6 separate regions of the Mus musculus genome follow, and regions 1, 2, 3, 4 and 5 are each linked to region 6. Evidence: chromatin contacts called from public ChIA-PET, HiChIP or PLAC-seq and Micro-C data. All regions are on one chromosome and are shown on one strand. The core of a region is the stretch at or near the end of the contact, and the rest is flanking DNA. Distances in the headings are between cores, read along the strand shown.

Evidence for each region. A called contact is a pair of places that touch in the nucleus more often than the background predicts. ChIA-PET counts read pairs in DNA pulled down with a chosen protein or histone mark. HiChIP or PLAC-seq counts read pairs in DNA pulled down with a chosen protein or histone mark.
Region 1: a Micro-C map of embryonic stem cells shows a contact between it and region 6, with 2.7 times the contacts expected there. The contact joins the promoter of Spire2 here to the promoter of 2810013P06Rik in region 6. A contact is called at or near these places in 2 of 39 promoter capture datasets (liver and stem cell-derived epiblast-like cells), 1 of 15 datasets of contacts at CTCF or cohesin (the NIH/3T3 cell line), 1 of 484 Hi-C or Micro-C datasets (embryonic stem cells), 2 of 115 datasets of contacts at active chromatin or transcription factors (embryonic stem cells and pancreatic cancer cells) and 1 of 9 other capture datasets (adipose tissue).
Region 2: an H3K27ac HiChIP or PLAC-seq map of extraembryonic endoderm stem cells shows a contact between it and region 6. The contact joins the promoter of Def8 here to the promoter of 2810013P06Rik in region 6. A contact is called at or near these places in 1 of 39 promoter capture datasets (liver), 2 of 115 datasets of contacts at active chromatin or transcription factors (extraembryonic endoderm stem cells and memory CD8 T cells) and 1 of 9 other capture datasets (liver).
Region 3: an RNA polymerase II ChIA-PET map of memory CD8 T cells shows a contact between it and region 6, with 51 read pairs. The contact joins the promoter of Acsf3 here to the promoter of 2810013P06Rik in region 6. A contact is called at or near these places in 8 of 39 promoter capture datasets (embryonic stem cells, fetal liver, hippocampal neurons and 4 more) and 2 of 115 datasets of contacts at active chromatin or transcription factors (epiblast stem cells and memory CD8 T cells).
Region 4: a Micro-C map of embryonic stem cells shows a contact between it and region 6, with 2.4 times the contacts expected there. The contact joins the promoter of Tubb3 here to the promoter of 2810013P06Rik in region 6. A contact is called at or near these places in 1 of 484 Hi-C or Micro-C datasets (embryonic stem cells) and 1 of 115 datasets of contacts at active chromatin or transcription factors (memory CD8 T cells).
Region 5: a contact with region 6 is called in an H3K27ac HiChIP or PLAC-seq map of epiblast stem cells, with 7 times the contacts expected there. The contact joins the promoter of Cbfa2t3 here to the promoter of 2810013P06Rik in region 6. A contact is called at or near these places in 2 of 39 promoter capture datasets (liver and pre-B cells), 2 of 484 Hi-C or Micro-C datasets (the HL-1 cell line and cerebellum), 5 of 115 datasets of contacts at active chromatin or transcription factors (embryonic forebrain, embryonic hindbrain, epiblast stem cells and 2 more) and 2 of 9 other capture datasets (adipose tissue and embryonic stem cells).

Annotation. Positions count from the first base shown.
Region 1 is chr8:123,331,306-123,334,005 of GRCm38.p6, reverse strand. It overlaps Spire2 (spire type actin nucleation factor 2), which reads right to left and starts at 1,293. Exons shown (of 15, transcript NM_172287.2): 1 at 986-1,293. The coding sequence starts at 1,241.
Region 2 is chr8:123,441,640-123,444,339 of GRCm38.p6, reverse strand. Def8 (differentially expressed in FDCP 8) reads right to left here and starts at 1,384. Exons shown (of 12, transcript NM_054046.5): 1 at 1,289-1,384.
Region 3 is chr8:122,774,063-122,776,762 of GRCm38.p6, reverse strand. Acsf3 (acyl-CoA synthetase family member 3) reads right to left here and starts at 1,277. Exons shown (of 10, transcript NM_144932.4): 1 at 1,173-1,277. It overlaps Gm39271 (a long non-coding RNA gene), which reads left to right and starts at 1,315. Exons shown (of 3, transcript XR_879309.2): 1 at 1,315-1,479; 2 at 2,430-2,700.
Region 4 is chr8:123,410,302-123,413,001 of GRCm38.p6, reverse strand. It overlaps Tubb3 (tubulin, beta 3 class III), which reads right to left and starts at 1,449. Exons shown (of 4, transcript NM_023279.3): 1 at 1,340-1,449. The coding sequence starts at 1,396. It overlaps Mc1r (melanocortin 1 receptor), which reads right to left. Exons shown (of 1, transcript NM_008559.2): 1 at 2,258-2,700.
Region 5 is chr8:122,676,826-122,679,525 of GRCm38.p6, reverse strand. It overlaps Cbfa2t3 (CBFA2/RUNX1 translocation partner 3), which reads left to right and starts at 1,351. Exons shown (of 12, transcript NM_001109873.1): 1 at 1,351-1,664.
Region 6 is chr8:123,041,210-123,043,924 of GRCm38.p6, reverse strand. 2810013P06Rik (RIKEN cDNA 2810013P06 gene) reads right to left here and starts at 1,350. Exons shown (of 1, transcript NR_045268.1): 1 at 1-1,350. It overlaps Ankrd11 (ankyrin repeat domain 11), which reads left to right and starts at 1,641. Exons shown (of 13, transcript NM_001081379.2): 1 at 1,641-1,976.

The sequences.
Region 1 (2,700 bases), core at 44-2,543, 290 kb before region 6:
AGAATTTCTGCAAGCCCACAGCTCTCGGGGTTGGAGGGAGGCCAGCCTTCCCTCAGCAAACACACAGCCTGCCTTTGTGCTCCCAACCGGGTATCAACTTTTGGGGTACTATCACTGTATGCCCCATACTAGAACTACAGTTCTCCAGGGGGAAAGTGAGGCGGAACAGTAGACAGGAGCCTGAACTCAACGCTCTGAATAGACTACAATAATCTTTCAAAAGCTCAATTGTTGGTTCTCACTGTTTAAGTTTTGGTTTTTTTTTTAAATCACAGGTTATACACTCTGCTTACATTTACAATTAAACTCAAAAAATTAGTATTAATTCAGTACAGACTCAGAACAAGGCACATTACTCCTGCTCTCCCTACCCCTAGAAAAAGGCACACATCTCTAAGTAGCCTCAAGGTCTGCAGTGTCGCCAGAGGGGAGTACCAGTTTCACGGGAACACCCACAGGCCCTGCCAGAGCAAGGCCAGAGGACTGCAGACTCCCCCAAACCATCTTAAAGGGAACTGACTAAAGGAGAGGCTTCCGAAATTCAGGACTTGACCGTAAGATACTCCGGCTTTTAACCAAAGCCACTCTCCCCTGGGGAAAGCGTCCCTGGGCGCGAGCAGCCAACCGGCCGCTTCTCATCAAGAACGATGGGCTGTTGGTAGGGTTATCCCAGACTGCGTGTGTGTGTGTGTGTGTGTGTGTGTGTGTGTGTGTGATAGTGGGCTGTTGGTAGGGTTATCCCAGACTGCGTGTGTGTGTGTGTGTGTGTGTGTGTGTGTGATTGTGGGGTTCTCCTAGGTCGAAGGGAAGACAAGGAGTCCCAGATCCAGAGGGCAGGGTGGGGCCTTCCCGGTCCGGTAGAGCGCTATCTGGGCGCTGATGTGAGAAAGGTCGAGGCCCCGTCACTTGGCACCGGGGTGCCCTCAGCGGCCGCCCGCTCGCCCGCCGCGCCGGCCACACCCCCACCCACTCCGGTGCGCCTTACCGGGCTCCAGCCGCGCGCCAACCGAACCGTCCCTACGCAGGAGGATGTCTGCCGTGTCCCGGATGCGCCGCACGCCGCCCGGCTCGCCCCGCAGCCCGCGGCAGCCCTGGAAGCACACCGCCCAGGCCTGCTCCTCGTTGATGGGCTGCTCGTACACCTTCAGCACTTCCTCCAGGGACAGCTCCCACGGCTCGGGCCGCGCCGCGCCCCCCGCGCGTTCGGGAGCTGCTGCGCCGCCGCCGCCCGCCCGGGCCATGGCCGCCCATCATCGCCGCCCGCGCGCGCGGCGGGTCTCCATAACAGCGGGGCGACGCACCGCCGAGCGAGGGGGCGGGTCCCGCGCCGCCCGTGTGCTTTGTCATTCCGGCCCCGCCCCTCGCGGGCAGATGCAGGTGAGGGCGGGGGCTGATGGAGGAGGAGGAGGCTAATGGTCAAAGAGGCGGGGCCGGGCGGGGAGGGAAGGGAAGACCGGTAGGGAGGGGCGAGCCAGGGGGAGGGGCAGAGCTAGGAGGGGCAGCCGGAGAGGGAGGGTGCAGGACAAGAGAGGACTAAGGTTTGTTAGAAACCGGTTGGGGGTGCGAGGAGGAAAAGCTGACTGAAGAGGGGTGGGGTTAAGCATGATGGGGACCTTGCACACGAACACACACACACACACACACAGAGGCACACGTACACGCGCTCCCTTGGCTCTGGCTCTTTAAAGCAGACAGTGCCTGTGATGGTCTTTGTGGAAGGCCTGGACCTTAGGAGGTCGCTATAGTGTGATTGGCTCAAAGATGATGCAAGCCTTCAGGGATGAAGTACTTCATAAATGGTCCTTTTTTTCTGCTCGAAAGGATCAGCTTCAAACCCTTAGTGTCTTAGTGACAAACAATGTGACCGAGCTAACACAACACCTCATTCTCAGAGTGTGTTGCCTTCATTCCAAGGCACATCAAAAGTGTTAACAAGCTAAGCACAGCACACAGCTTTGTTGAAAGTAGTTTCAGCCATCTTTACGACGGTTGAGAAGAACAGAGCGAGAAGACACAGCTGGGAGATAAATGATAACAAGGCAGTTGGTCTCGGGCTTTGCTTTGCGGTAGAACTATCGCCTAGGAAGCACAAGGCTGGGACATAATTGTAAGAGAGAGACTTGGTGTAGGGCTGGCTGACAATCTCCTCTGGATTCTTAGTCTTCAATTGGAAAGAAAGGATACAAATGAATTTTGCCTGAAAGTGTTTATAATCAATATCTGGGCGAGTGTGACATCCTTCAACCAGTTCTCAAGCTTATGAGACACAACAGATTTAAGCGGAACCAAAGGACACTGGAGAAGAGGAAATGAAAGGGAAGGTTCTCTCTGCTCAGGATACATTGTGCAGACAACCTGGAACTCTGGCTCTTCTTCCCTAATCCTCAGAAACTTCAAGGGCTACCTCAGTAGGGAAGGAACAGTAGGAACCTCCCACAAGGAAACTCATTCCTTGCTTATGTTAGGAATGAGAGCCTGTATCCAAGTAGTTTAAGGAAAGTCTGAGTCACACAGTACCAAGTGTGTGCTGACAGCGCCCACTGATGAGGCCAGGGTGTTTCTGGTTGGCCGGCTCATAGAATGGTTTCTGTGTTTCTTTTTCTTTTCTTTTCTTTTCTTTTCTTTCCCCTTTTTTCTCTTTTTTCTTTTCTTCTCTTCTCCTCTTTCTTTCTTTCTTTCTTTCTTTCTTTCTTTTAATGG
Region 2 (2,700 bases), core at 135-2,634, 400 kb before region 6:
CCATGTGGTGACCAGCCCAGTCTAAAGGAACTGGGTGGAGCCCACAGGAGCCCCTTCCAGACGCCTTCTCTGGAAACCTCCCGATGGTTTAGAATATAGTCAGAGGGACAGGGAGACCTTGACCAGAGCTTGCCCTCCACTCTCCTCTGGGCTACCTTTCCCAGGAAAATGGCTCCCTTATGTATGTCCTGACTGGCACTGCCACCACCTGACCAGGAACAAAAGCAAGGAATGAATTAAGCAATGGAGCCATTTAACCCATCTTCCTGGTTTGTCTGGAACCAGTTTGGAGAACCATATTGCTCTTTCAGCTGAGTACGAATAGACAGCACCTCAGCCCAGCCCAGGCTGCAGGAAGCAACAGCCGGCTTTGAGTAGGACCCCATCTCCTATTTCCCCACCAGCCTTACAGAGATCTGCACCCAGAATCCGTGGTTGGCCTCAGGAAAGATACTCAAGAAAGGACAAAAAAAAAAAAAAAAAAAAAGAAAACTGTTCCATCCAGCCCCTGCAGAGGTCTCTCCTAAATCGAATAATAATTACAACTTGACAACTGAAACCCTCAGAGTAAGACCAAGGGTCTGTGGTACATCAGAGGCACTGGGTGAAAGTTCAAGACAGATTATGGTGAATAAGAGCCCGCCTCCGGTGTGTTACTTTAGCCACCAAAAAGTGCTAGTCCAAGGGCCACAGGAGTCCAAAGTACATCCTATTTGCTCACACCCTTAAAAAGGATGGACAGGCAATCCAGGCCAAGCAGGACCAGTGTTAATAATTCTCAACTACCCCAGAAGGCGCAACAAAGCGCACCTCACATTTCTACCCGCTATAACGTGAATTCATTCTGAGGATGCGACTGTCCCCACTGGGGCAGGTCTCTACGACCTTCCTCACCCATTTCATAGTTGTGAAACCGAAGGCTCAGAAAAGCTCAACATAGCAGAAGGCGAGTCCCTGCGGGTCCTTGGGCCGGGAGTCCCATACTCAGGCTCTGAAGCCACCCGGTGATTGGGGGTGGGGGTCGGCATCTGTGGACGCTAAGCTCTGCCCTACGTACTGCGGGGACCAATGAGGTCACCAAGGCCTTGCGCACAGCGGAGAGCCAGCAGGCGGCAGCCGGGAGCTGGACGTCTTGCTTGAGGCCTCTGCCAGTTCTGCACCATGAGTGCGTGGGTCAGAAGCCCGATCCCGGAGTCCGACCAGTGGCGATTGCATGCTGAGATCTGGACCCTCGCCTGCTTTCCCACCAGACCCCCCCGACACCTACAGAGACCGCTTTCTGGCTTACCTGGCTGCCGCTACATTGTACCGGACCGGCTGGCTACACTGTAGTTCGCCGCCGCTGATACACTGTACCGGCTCCTCCGCCCGCTGCTGCCGCCTCCGGCCAGGAGGTTCATGACACCGATTGCCCTGCTGGCTCGCTGGAGCACCTCCAAGTCTCCTGCTTCTGGTCCATAGAGTCCATTACCTTTGCCCTGAGTCTTTTCTCCTGAGTTCCCCCACCCCCACGCCTTAGTAATTGCATTCAAGGGAATGGTTCCACAGTGGTAACCCCTCAATGTCCCCACATCCCCAACACTGACATTCAGCTGTCCCCAGGACACCACCATCGAGACATTTAAGGTGCGTCTCAAGCTCCAAAGGTCCTATCTGAGAAAACAACAATAACACCACACACACACATCACACCACATACACACACACTACACACCACACACTCATACACACGACACACACACGACATACCACATACACACCACACACTCACTATACACACTACACACATACTATACACACCATACACATACACACACACCTCATACACACATGACACACTACATACACACTACACACACCACACACACTACACACACCACACATACACATCACACAACATAACACTACACACACCACACGCACATCAAACCACATACACACACAGAGACATACACACACCACACACCTAACACACCTCTGTCTGATAGTGAATAAATCATTCCCACCTGAGGCCAACCTTCAGTGCGTTCCTGATCACATTCCTTTGTCTGATCTAACTTCCACCGGACTCAGGACCAGCCCTTCTTCCCCACCCCACGGTGACACCACAGCCATGACAGCCTCAGCACCCTCAGACTCCCTCTGCACCTCAAGCCCAGCAGTTGGAGGATCCCAGGGAAGAAGTCTGCCTCAGACTTCACCTCCCAGCTCTCTCACCAGACTTCACCCTCCTTACCCCTAACAGGCCAGGTCCACACTTAGGCCTCTCTGGCTCAGCCTTTAGGATACAGTCTTTCCTAACCACAGCCAAATGTCTCTCCTAATACTTCCTCCTCATCTGTGAGCAGAGATATCGGAGAGGCACTCGTTACTGTCTGATGACTCTCCTCTGACATTTCTACTGACTCTTTGTTCCTCATCCCAAAGGCTAAGAGCTAAAGGCAAGTGTTTTGGATTATTACTTCTGTGCTAGAAGGCCTATACCAGTGCTTGTGATATGAGCCAATATCTGTACTAGCACTGGGCCCTCACCTTCACAGAGAGTCAAGGATGGAGCCACGTCTGCCTGTCTTCATTACTATGAGTCTTGACAGTTTCTCCGTTGATGCAACAGCACTTTTTCTTTTCTTTTCTTTTCTTTTTTTTTTTCTTTTCTTTCTTTTTTTTTTTTTTTTTGGTTTTTCGAGACAGGGTATCCCT
Region 3 (2,700 bases), core at 28-2,527, 270 kb after region 6:
TGTCCCCTCTGAGGCACTGTCTTACTCTCTCATATATGGAAATGGGACCAGTGCAGGCCTCCAAAGCCACTTTGGTCTTTGTACTGGCTGGATTTGTGTCAATTTAACACAAGCCTGATTTATCACAGAAAAAGGAGCCTCCCTTAAGGAAGTGCCTCCATGAGATCCAGCTGCAAGGCCTTTTCTCAATTAGTGATCAAGGGTTGGAGGACCCATTGTGGGTGGTGCCATTCCTGGGCTGGTACTCTTGGGTTCTATAAGAAAGCAGGCTGAGCAAGCCAGGGGAAGCAAGCCAGTAAGGAATGTCCCTCCATGGCCTCTGCGTCAGCTCCTGCTTTCTGACCTGTTTGAGTTCCAGTCCTGACTTCCTTTGGTGATGAACAGCAACATGGAAGTGTAAGCTGAATAAACCCTTTCTTCCCCAACTTGCTTCTAGGTCATAATGTTTGTGCAGGAATAGAAACCCCAACTAAGAAAGTCTTCAAGCATGAGCCTGGCCCAATCATTAAACATCTGTCAGCATTGAGCTAACTCCCAGCTCGTCCAACCAGAGCCAGTTCTTTAGGGCAAAACACTGTCTATTCAGGGCATCTGGCTGTGCATGGTTCCCTGACCCACTTCATGTCCAGGGATGTCATCAGAAAGGTATGTCTACATCCGTCTGGAGACAAGGGCAGCAGGGACACCGGTTTTACAATAATCACGTTGGCCTTGAAAACGCTTAGCGCATTTCCGATTTCAGGACTCCCTCTCGGGACAGCCTATGGCTTAGATGTGCTCCTACAGCAGTATCTGGAGGCTCTCACGGGTCTTAGTGGTCAGCCACAGGCAAGTTCCCTCCCTTCCAGGATGAGAATCAACACACTTCTCTTTTAGAGAAATTCCCGGACCCGCTTCCAAATCCAGAAGCCCTTCCTCGCATGCACGCTGGTCCCGTCCCTGACGCCCTAGTCGGCTCTCGGGACCCATCCGAGCCAGGACCCTGGCGACCTGCATCCCACACGGTGCTCGGCGCAAACAAATCGGGGAGGGGTTTCGTGTGACGTCATCCCGGGTCCTTACAGAAGTGTCCCTCACGCTGTGACAGACACCTGCCCGACAGGTCCCACGGCCCCCGGGTCAGCTCCAGCTCACCTCGACACCCCCTTTCTTGTAGTCTGCTGCGCGCTCACCTGGGGTCAGGCGGGGTTGGGGTGGGGGTGTCAGGGGTGGGGCACGGGAGTGCGAGGTTGTCCAGGTAGGTGAAGCGGGCCGGAATGAGTCCTACACCTAAAAGTGTCCGCAGGCGAAAAGTGTCCGTCGATCTAATACGTCCCGGGATGCAGCGCCTGAGAAATGCGTTCCGGGAACGAACGTTCCTGCTCATTCGCATACTCCATCTGCTCGCAAGTCTTGAGAGGGACTGGCAGAGAGTGGCCTTTAGGTGCCTGACATCTGTTACCAGATCTCTGGATCCATTGTCCTGATGGAACAAGTACTGTGAGTTGTTTGCATTGGGTCCTATTTAACTGTTGTTATTGAGACAGGGTCTCATGTAGCCCAAGCCAGCAATGTAGCTAAGGGTAACCTACCTCTACCTTTTGAGAGATGACTAATTATAGGCTTGCTTCGCCACATTCGGCTTACGTAGTGCCAAGGATGAAACCTGGGGCTTCACACATGCTAGACAAGCACCGCAACGACTTGGAGCTGTATTCTCAGCTCTCAACGATCATTTTAATAGGCATGATGGCTCCCGTGGCCAAAGGGACCACACAGCTGTGGTCACCATCTTCGCCAAATCAGGATGTAAATGGACTCCCTTGGCCCCTGAAGAGGGGTTCCTCGGCTTGCAGCTGGGGGGGTCTATATGCTAAACACACCTCTGTGACACAGACCAGGAACTGTGGCAGGATGGAGGCAAGGTCTCATTCTGTAGCACAGGATGGCATTAAACTCCTGGTAATCCCACTGCCTCAGCCTCCTGAGTATAGGGATTACAGATCTATGCCTCCACAGCCAGTTTTAGGGTAGGATACTAAATGCTTTCTGTACAGTAAAGATAAACCTTGAAACACTAAGGTCTGTTTGTCAGTGGCAGCAAAGCTATAGACAAAACTCCTCTCCCTGCAGCAGCTGGGGAAGTCTCACAGACCTCCATGTAGGTAAAACACGGATTCTTGACTTAGGCTTTCAGGAAGATTCATTATGAAGCACATTTGGAGTTAGCAAGACGTAGCTTTAATATAGTTTTAAGCATTACCATTGAGACATACTGGTGAGGGAACTGATTTAGGCGAAGGATGGTAGACGCCCTAGTACTGATGTGGGCTTCTGAGGAGAGCACTGGGTGTCTTTACAATAGCCATACACAAAATTCAGGAGGCTTCTGAAGTTATACAGTTTCTAACAAACTTTTTGTTTCCTTTTCTTTTCCCTTTTTTGGCAAGTGAGATCAAAGAGAGGAAGAGGCAGAGAATCAACGTGAATCAAAATGTCTAACATTGGGATTTACACCACAGACCCTAGGACTTCTATGCTTAAATGTCTACACCCAAAGCATAGTCCTAAACATGGCCAGAATGGAGACAGATTCTGTGACCCCTGGGCCTTGGAAATCATCAAGAGTCTGGATTTGGGTTTGGAGTGCTCAGTTGTTAGCATAACCCCCAGGATTATGCCTAAACAAGACATGTTAATCACAGTATTTAGAATGTGGAA
Region 4 (2,700 bases), core at 200-2,699, 370 kb before region 6:
CCAGGAGTCCTGATTTGATCTGAGGCCCCTTGCCTTAGGCTTCCTCTGTATGCCCCCCTACCCGCCACCCCCCCAACCCCGCCCAAATTTCCCTTGTAGGGCAGAAGCAGCTGTCTCCCCTGTGATTAGGGAGTCTCTGTGGTGCCGCTTCCCTTCCCCTTTAACTAGAGGAACCTCCACCCAAGAGCCAAACTTGTAATTTACATGTCAGCCACGTGACTGGCCCAGCCCGTGGTAATTAGCTTTTTTGTTCCTGCCCGGTTTCTATGGCAACAGCCTCCAGAGGTACTCTTTGCTTCGTCCCCTCCCTCCCAGGACCTGTCTACCCAACCTCCTCCTTTGGGAACTAGCATCCCTAAGCCCCGTCCAGCATTCATCTGGACAAAGCTCCCGTTTCATGTTGTTCAGAAGGGAGAAGATTGAGGTAGCTGACCCCACCCACTCAAATGCAACCCAAGTGGAGGTTGGGCTTCTGCAGGAATCAAGTAGTTCTGTCTGCCACTTGCTGTGTGACCTTGGGTAAGGAACAGTCTCCTAAGGACTTGGAAACAGGACAGCTACCTCACTAATGATAGTAGGATTGCGGAGTCACTGCACCAACCCCGCGCCCCCCCCCCGTTTTTTTCTTTTTCTTTTTCTTTTTCTTTTGCCTTGGCTTCAACACCTGGATGCGGGCTAACAATAGAGGGGAAATTGAGGCAATCCTTGCAGTCGGCTTTGTTCTGTGCTCAATCCCGACTGGGAGGCCTTGGGAGCGCACAGTTAGAGATGGGAGATTTTCAGAGTCCAGTTCTGGATCAAGGTCATTGGAGTGCAGGCCGAACTCCTCCAACAAAGGAACAGGGTGGGGCAAGGAAACTGGGTGAGCTGAACAAGGTTGGGGATATGAGGGCGGCCTTGCTCCCTGAAGACTGTCTAGTTCTCCAGTGGGGATCCAGGCATGTACAGTCATTATGGTTTTAGGGGAGAGCCCCACCCAAAGTTGCCCGACACACCCATCTTACTCAAGGCTTAAGTGGCAACCTCAAAGAAGGCCACGCCCAGTCGGCGCCCCCCAACCACATCCCCTGTACCTGATGGTGTGTGTGGGTGCGCAGAATGGATGGGAATGCGAGTCAGAAGGGTTACCCCCAGCCTTCTCCTGCAACCTGGGCGCAGTGCAGAGTGGCGTGATTGAGGGGAACCGATTGGGGACCCCGGGGTCCCAGGAGCGGGGCAAGGGGCTGGGCTCTTCCCTTTGTTCCGCTAGCGGCTCCCAGAGTCGCCTTTCTCTCCCTCCACCCACCGCCCTGGGGCTGGCGCTTGTGGGGACGCAGGACGCCGGACGGCTCAGCCTCACCTTGGCCCCTATCTGGTTGCCGCACTGGCCGGCCTGGATGTGCACGATCTCCCTCATGCTGACTTCACGCGGCTAGAGACGAAAAGGCAGGCGGACAGCAGGCTGCGGAGGATCGGCAGCCTCCGCCGCGCCCTCTTATAAGAGGCTGCCCCGCCCTCGCTGGCTGATGTAAGCGCTGCGGGCCAATGCTGGAGCGCCGCACAATGCGGCAGGCTCTGCAGCATCAGCACCGGCACCGAGATCCGCCCGCACAATGCGGAGCAAGTCTGGCCGCGCCTTCGGAGGAGGGGCCACCGGTGGGCAATCCGCTCTGGGGACAATAGAACCCAGGCCCCTTAGTGCCCCACCCCAGTAGCTGCCTCCCCATTTTGTCCCTGCCCCATCCCCACCCTGCAGCTTTGTGAAGAGGGTCTTTCTTTCTCTCAAGTGCTTAAGAATCAAGACCCATATTCTCTGAGTCCGCCGAGTCGCTTGAGGTGGGAGAGGCAGGGGAAGCGAAACCCTTCTTGAGACCTCTGTGCAGACCTGGGGACGCTAGTCAGGACGGTGGCGGATTATAGCTCCGAACTCTGAGGTCACTATTTTCTGGAGAAGAGAGGGCTACCAGTCCGCGGCTCCACAAAGGGCTGCGCCGAGGGTGCAAATGTACCTGGGGTGTGAGGATGCACACACAGTATCTGGCAAGTACCCCTGCTCCATGAAAATCTCTGTGAAAAATTCTAAGGATATACAACCCACTCAGTGGAGCATGTCGAACAGTCTTTTTTTGTCTGAGCCATGCCTGATGTCATTGGTACCCTTGTGCTTCTGGTACAAGTGAGGGTGAAGAGGGGGCACGAGGTGAGCTGGAGCTACCTAGGTAAGGAGACTGTGTGTGGAGGGGGCCCATTGGGAAGCAGAATCAGGAGGGCATGCAAATTCACAGACAACACTGATTTAATATTCATCTAGGACCAGTGACACCTTATGAGGACTATTTGATATTTCAGTGACAGAAAATTCTTCGGGAAGAATCTGAGACAATAGTACCACACTTCAATGGTCCACAAACATTCATTTCACAAGAGCCGCTAAAAAGCTTAAAAACACCTGCAGATGCCTTCGTCCAGTTTGCACGCACGGGTGCACGCTGGATAGAGCGGCTGCGCATACAACTTTCTCTGAGGGTAAGCATCCAAGTTAGCCGAGTTTAGAAATGGGTCTTTTGTTCTCAAGAGATGCCCCTCCCCCACAATGTGTCCATGATGTGGCTTTCTGTGGTTCCAGCTGGCCTGGCTCAAGAAGTATTGGGTGAGCATCTGTCTCTGTCTCCTTGTCTGGACAGAGAAGATGCTTAGAAGCATCCAGAGGCCTGGGATGCT
Region 5 (2,700 bases), core at 102-2,601, 360 kb after region 6:
TAGGTGTCAGACTAGGATTAGATAGCATCCTCCACAGAGGGAGATCCGGGAAACCAAGGAGCCCAGATCCCACCCCAGGAGGACCGTGCAGGAACGCTTTTTCAAGAAGGCAGAGGTGAACCCCTGAGAGGGACCCCAACTGGGGAAAACCAAGCCACTACAGCAAGCCTGGAAAGAAACGGAGGGTATTTTTACTTATTTATTTATTTAATTTTGGCACATTGCTAGATTTTTATCCTTCACATGCAGATGTATGCCTAATGAGATGAAAATCAAGCCCCCCCCACCCCCACCCCCCCGCTGATCTGAAGTTCTGGCCCCTTGTCTCTGCAGGCGGTGACCCTGGGTCTCTCCTTAGTCTCAAAGAAGCAAAGTGTGAGTGAGTGAAAAACTGGGAAGGGAAAGGAAGGAAGTGCAGCGAGTTTGCTCAAATGTACCAACCGGAGGAACGCCTGGGACTTGTCGCAAGGCGCCTCGAGGAAAAGTGGGTAAAGTGGGTGGGGAGCAGGCTCAGAGGAAGCAGAGAAAGTAGGACGCGGACAAGCAGAAGCAGCGGCTGGGGGCTTTTCCTCAGGTTGACATTAAAATGAATGATATGCAAACGAATGCAAAGCATATGCGAACGCCGGCCCCGATGGCAGTGGGGAGAGCGGGATCCTGAGCCCACTTGCCGCAGGTCGCCTGGCGCCTTGGGGACCAAGGCCGAGCGCGGCGGGTGGAGCGCGCCCCCTGCCGGCAGAACGCGCAGGTGGCCCGGGTACCCCGAAGGGCTTGCGAAGGGGGTGAGGGGGGGTGCGGCGGCCGAAGGAGGGGCGCCCGCCTCCCCGTCCCGGAGTAGACACCGCGGCTCCGGGAGCAGCGACGCCGTCGGGCTGCGACTGCTCCGAGGTGGGTGTGTGCGGTGCGCTCAGCTCGCCCGCCCTCCCGGGGCGCGGCCTGCGCGGGGCGGGGGCGCACAGCTAGGAGTCCGCCCCGCACCGGGTTGCCCCGCGCCGCACGCACTGGCTACGCGCTGGGACTCCTCGGCCCGTTCCCACTCCACGGCCCCGCTCTCCTGCATCCGTACGGGGGTCCCACGCGCGGCCTGGCGCTCCTGAGGTCCCTACGTCCTGAGTCGGACCCCATAGCCAAGTCCGCCGGGCGCGTCCCGGGGCCCCTCGGCCACCCGGGCGGTGGAGGCGGGAGCCGCTCTGGGCATTGGGCGGCGCCGGGCGCACGGAACCGGGCCTCTCTCCGGCGGCCGGCGCCCCGGGGCGGAGCGAGCGCGATGGGCGTCGGGCTGGAGGCAGGTGGCGCAGCGGCGGCGGGGCGCGGGAGGCGGGGGCGGAGCGCGCGGGGCGGGGGCCGCGGGACTCGGTGAGACGCGCGGGCGAGCGCGCGGCAGCAGAGCCGAAAGCACGGCGGCTGGACCCGGCGGCCGCCGAGGCCGAAACCACCCGGGCAGCGTGCGGGCTTTGTTCCCGCGCTGGGGGCCGAACGCACTCGGCATGGCCCAGGCGGTCGCCCCGCGCGCCCCGACCCCGCCGCGCGCCTGAGCCCCGCGCAGCGCGAGAAGACAGCGTACGGATCGCCCCCAAGTTATGGAGGTGGCGACCCAGTGAGAAGGAAAAGCCACTTCGGGAGCCGGGTTGCGAGAGAGCTACGGTCCCCTGGAGCTCCAGACCGTAAGTGCCGCCCCTGCCCTGTTCAACACCGCCGCTGTCACCCTACTTTGCCGGTTGCTGCCGTCCCGGGGGTCCTCGCTTTGCACCCCCTCTCCAGCCCCTCCACTTTACAAAGTTCGTGCCCACGGCAGGGTGGAGCCAACTCTGCCCACTCATTTGACTGAGTTGCAGCCACCCTAGGTGAGCAGACAGCTTGACCTGTCCAGAGTGTGTGTGGTTCATCTTTAGGTAGGAGCTGAGTCGGTGGGGGAGTATGGGCTCCCCAACCACCACCCACAAGCGCCCCCTGGGGTGCCGGGTCTCCTGACAAAGACTGGTAGCCTGAATGACAGGGCTCGGGACTGACTGGAGTAGCGGGAGGGCAACCTTCCTGGGAGATAGTGCTGGCAGGAGAGGGTCTGCTGCTTTCTCTAGCCCTTCCCCCTCTTATTTTGGTCCCTGGATCAGCCATTAGGGCCATGGAGCTGAGCATCCTTCCTGATGGTCGGGAGGGGATCCTGACCGCCCTCCCTGGGGTCCTGACAGCCAGGTGCAGGCACAGCCTCCGGCTCTGATCCTTCTCACAGGCTTTGGGAACGGTCCATCTGTGTGTAGGGCAGGCCCAGAGCCAGGCTGTGGGAACAGCGGGGAGGAGGTGTGAGGAGGTGTGAGCACCGCGGAGGGACAGATGGCTGGGAATTCAGCCGGAGTCGGGCTGACTAAGGTGGAGCAGAAGGCAGCCAGGCTGGCAGCTCCTGGCTTTGAGCCGCTGCCTTTCAACTCATGGCCCTGAACTTGGTGTGTTTGGGCTTCTTGACCACAGTGCTGGCTGGACCTACCCCCCTGCTCCATGAATAGAACTATCTGATCATGTGAGCTAAAGCTGACTTTCAGAGCCCAATTCCTCAAAATAACAGACGATCTCATGCTCCTGTTTGTAGGGTTGATCCCAGTAACTGTCACACCCGTCCCTCCTATCCTGAGGCCAGGATGTGGCTTCATTATGTCTGGCTGGGTGTGTGCTTCCTCCCGGCGCTCAGAAACAGGAGGTTCCCAG
Region 6 (2,715 bases), core at 101-2,600:
CAAACAAACAAACAAAACCCCAAAAGTCAAAAACAAAACAAAACAAAGAAGTATAAATATTGATTTTAGTCACTTAGCTTTTCTGGTTCACAAATACACAGATGCTCTTTAAATAGGACAAGGCTGGAAGTTTGACTACTTAAAACTTTTTTTTTGTAGATTTTTTTCTGTGCAGAAGCGTATTTTTTTTCTGTGTATATGTATGTGTACTAGTGCATGTTTGGGGAGCCCCTAGACAATGTTAGATCTTCTAGAACAGGAGTTACAGATGCCGGGAATCGAACCCAGATCCTCTGGAAGAGCAGCCAGTGAGTGCTTTTGACCGACAGGTCATCTCCCCAGGTCCCATTTACTTTAAAAGATTTATATGTAGTCTATATGTGTGAGTACTCTACTCGGGTGTGAGTTCCTGAAAAGTCAGAAGATGTCAAGTCCTCTGAAGGTGGCTGTGAAGCTGTCTGAGGTGGGTGCCGAGAAGGGCAGCACGTGCTCTTAGCCGCCGAGCCATCTCTCCAGCCCTGGTTACTTGTTATTTTATATTTTATTATATTATGAAATTGGCTTTCACTGTGTAGCCCTAGCTGGCCCGGAACTCAGAGATCCAGCCTGCCTCTGCCTAAGTACCGGGATAAAAAGCCTATACCAACATATCAGACTCGTCACAATTACTTTATGCATTTTTCTGAGACAAAGGTTTCATGGAACTCAAATCTTGAACTCGAAATGTTCACAACAATGTACTCTGAGCTCCGGATACGCCTGTCTCGGTCACTACAGCGCTGGGATTCGAATTTTTAGCTCGTTTGCAAACCAAATCACTACTAACGCAAACCATCATTAAACTTTTTCCGCGTTCTGTAAATTCAAACAATCAGGCACATGACGATGCGACTTTGCTGCCTAGCTCTGAGGTTCGTCAACCTTTTTTTTTGTTGTTGTTGTTGTTTCATGAACCATCGCGGTGAAGTTCTGGAGCCGGGGAAGGGAGGCGGCTGAAGCGCGCGCGGTGTCTAAGGAAACCTCCGGGCAGAGTCTGGAGCTCACCACATCCCGGTTGCTAACGTGGCTCACGGGACTCGGAGCGAAGCGCAGTCCAGGAACACCTCCAGGAAAGAGCCGGATCGCGGGTGGGGGCCGAGGCCGCCTTTCTCCTTCGCGGCCATCATCCCGGCTGCCTTTGCTCCTGCAAGAGCCTCCTGCCGGCTAGAGACACACATTCTCGAAGCTCACACAGGCTCACAGGCGACACACGACCTCGCGTCCGCAGCGCAAGGCCAGCCGGTACAAGCCGGCTCCCACCTTCTGGCTCCTTCGACAACAACCTTGTTTCCAGACCGCGGCCTCATCACTTCCGGCACCGAGTAGGGCCAATCGTCGTGTCCCGTGGCAGGGAGGTCAGCCAATCCAGCGGCTTTCTCCGCCTGGGTCTCCTACGCACGGATGCCAATCATTCCCGGACGTCTCCCTAGCGCCGCCCCGTGCCTGTTACGGAAGCCGTCGGGCCGTCTGAGCCCTTTCACCCCGGCATCGCATTTCCTCTCCGACGTGACGTAAGCGGCCCCTGCCGCTCTGCGGGGCGGGCCAATGGCGGTGGCGGATACGGCGAGCCAATGGGCGGGAGGCTCTCATGCGGCCGGCGCCCGCCGCAGCCACCGCTGGGTCCTGGAGCCAGAGGCCGCCCGCGACAGAGCGCGATGGACCGAGGGCCCCAGCCGGGGAGGCGCCGCGGCGGAGTCCGCGGCCAGACGCCCCCGCAGTAGCGTCCGCGCGAGCGCCGCGGCCCCGCGTGAGCTCCTGCACGCCGAGGGCGGGCTTGCATCCCGCCGGCCCCGCACTCGCCGCAGCCTCCAGCCCGCGCGCCGACGCCGCCTTCCCGCCCGGGCCGCGCGGCCCGGGAAACGCGGCCGCGGGCTGCATGGGCAGCGCCCGCGCCCCGCCGCCGTTCCGCCGCGGAGCCGCGTCGCCCTCGGAGCCGGGTGAGAGGCGCCGGGGACCTGGGGGGTGGTGGTCGGGGAGGGCGTCGGGCGTTCCTGCGGCCTTGCGGCCTGCAGGCCTCCTCCGCTGCCCGCCGCCGCGGGTGCCCCGGGGCGGGCCGTGCGCCGCGAGAGGCCGGTCGGTGGGCCGCGGGGGTCCTGCGAGCGACCATGAGGGGCCGAGGGCGGGCTCCGAGGCCGGCCTCGGGGCGTCCCGGGGGTCGGGCGGCCGAGAGAGGCTAAGGAAGGGCTCCGGGGTGGGCTGTGGCGGCCGTGAGGACCGAGGGCGGGCCTTGAGCGAGGGTCGATGGTGCGTTAGTGGGTCCCGGGACGCTGTGAGGACGACGGCGGGCTCCCGGGAGTCCCTGGGGTCCTCAGTGGCGCGGGGCGCCGACCTCTGACCCTCGGGAGGGGCTCCGTCGCCGGGCTGGTGGTAGTTGTTATTCCCAGCGTCCCTATTATTATCGTGTTTTGAAATGGGAGCAGGCGGCCCTCGGGCTGCGAGCCGAGCCGGAGGGGGCGGGCGAGCCGGGGACCTGGAGCTGCGGGGTGCGGAGGCGCGCAGGCCCGAGTGGGGGCAGGAATGCGGGGCGGCGGGGGGCGTCTGGGGGAGGGGAAGGCGGGACTCGGGGGGGAGAGTGGGAGGAAAGCGGTGTAGGCGACGGCTGCAGGAGCAGCCTTTGGCCTCAAGGAACAATGTGAGACGTTGCCTGAAATGTTAATTTCCGTTCCTCATTTCATC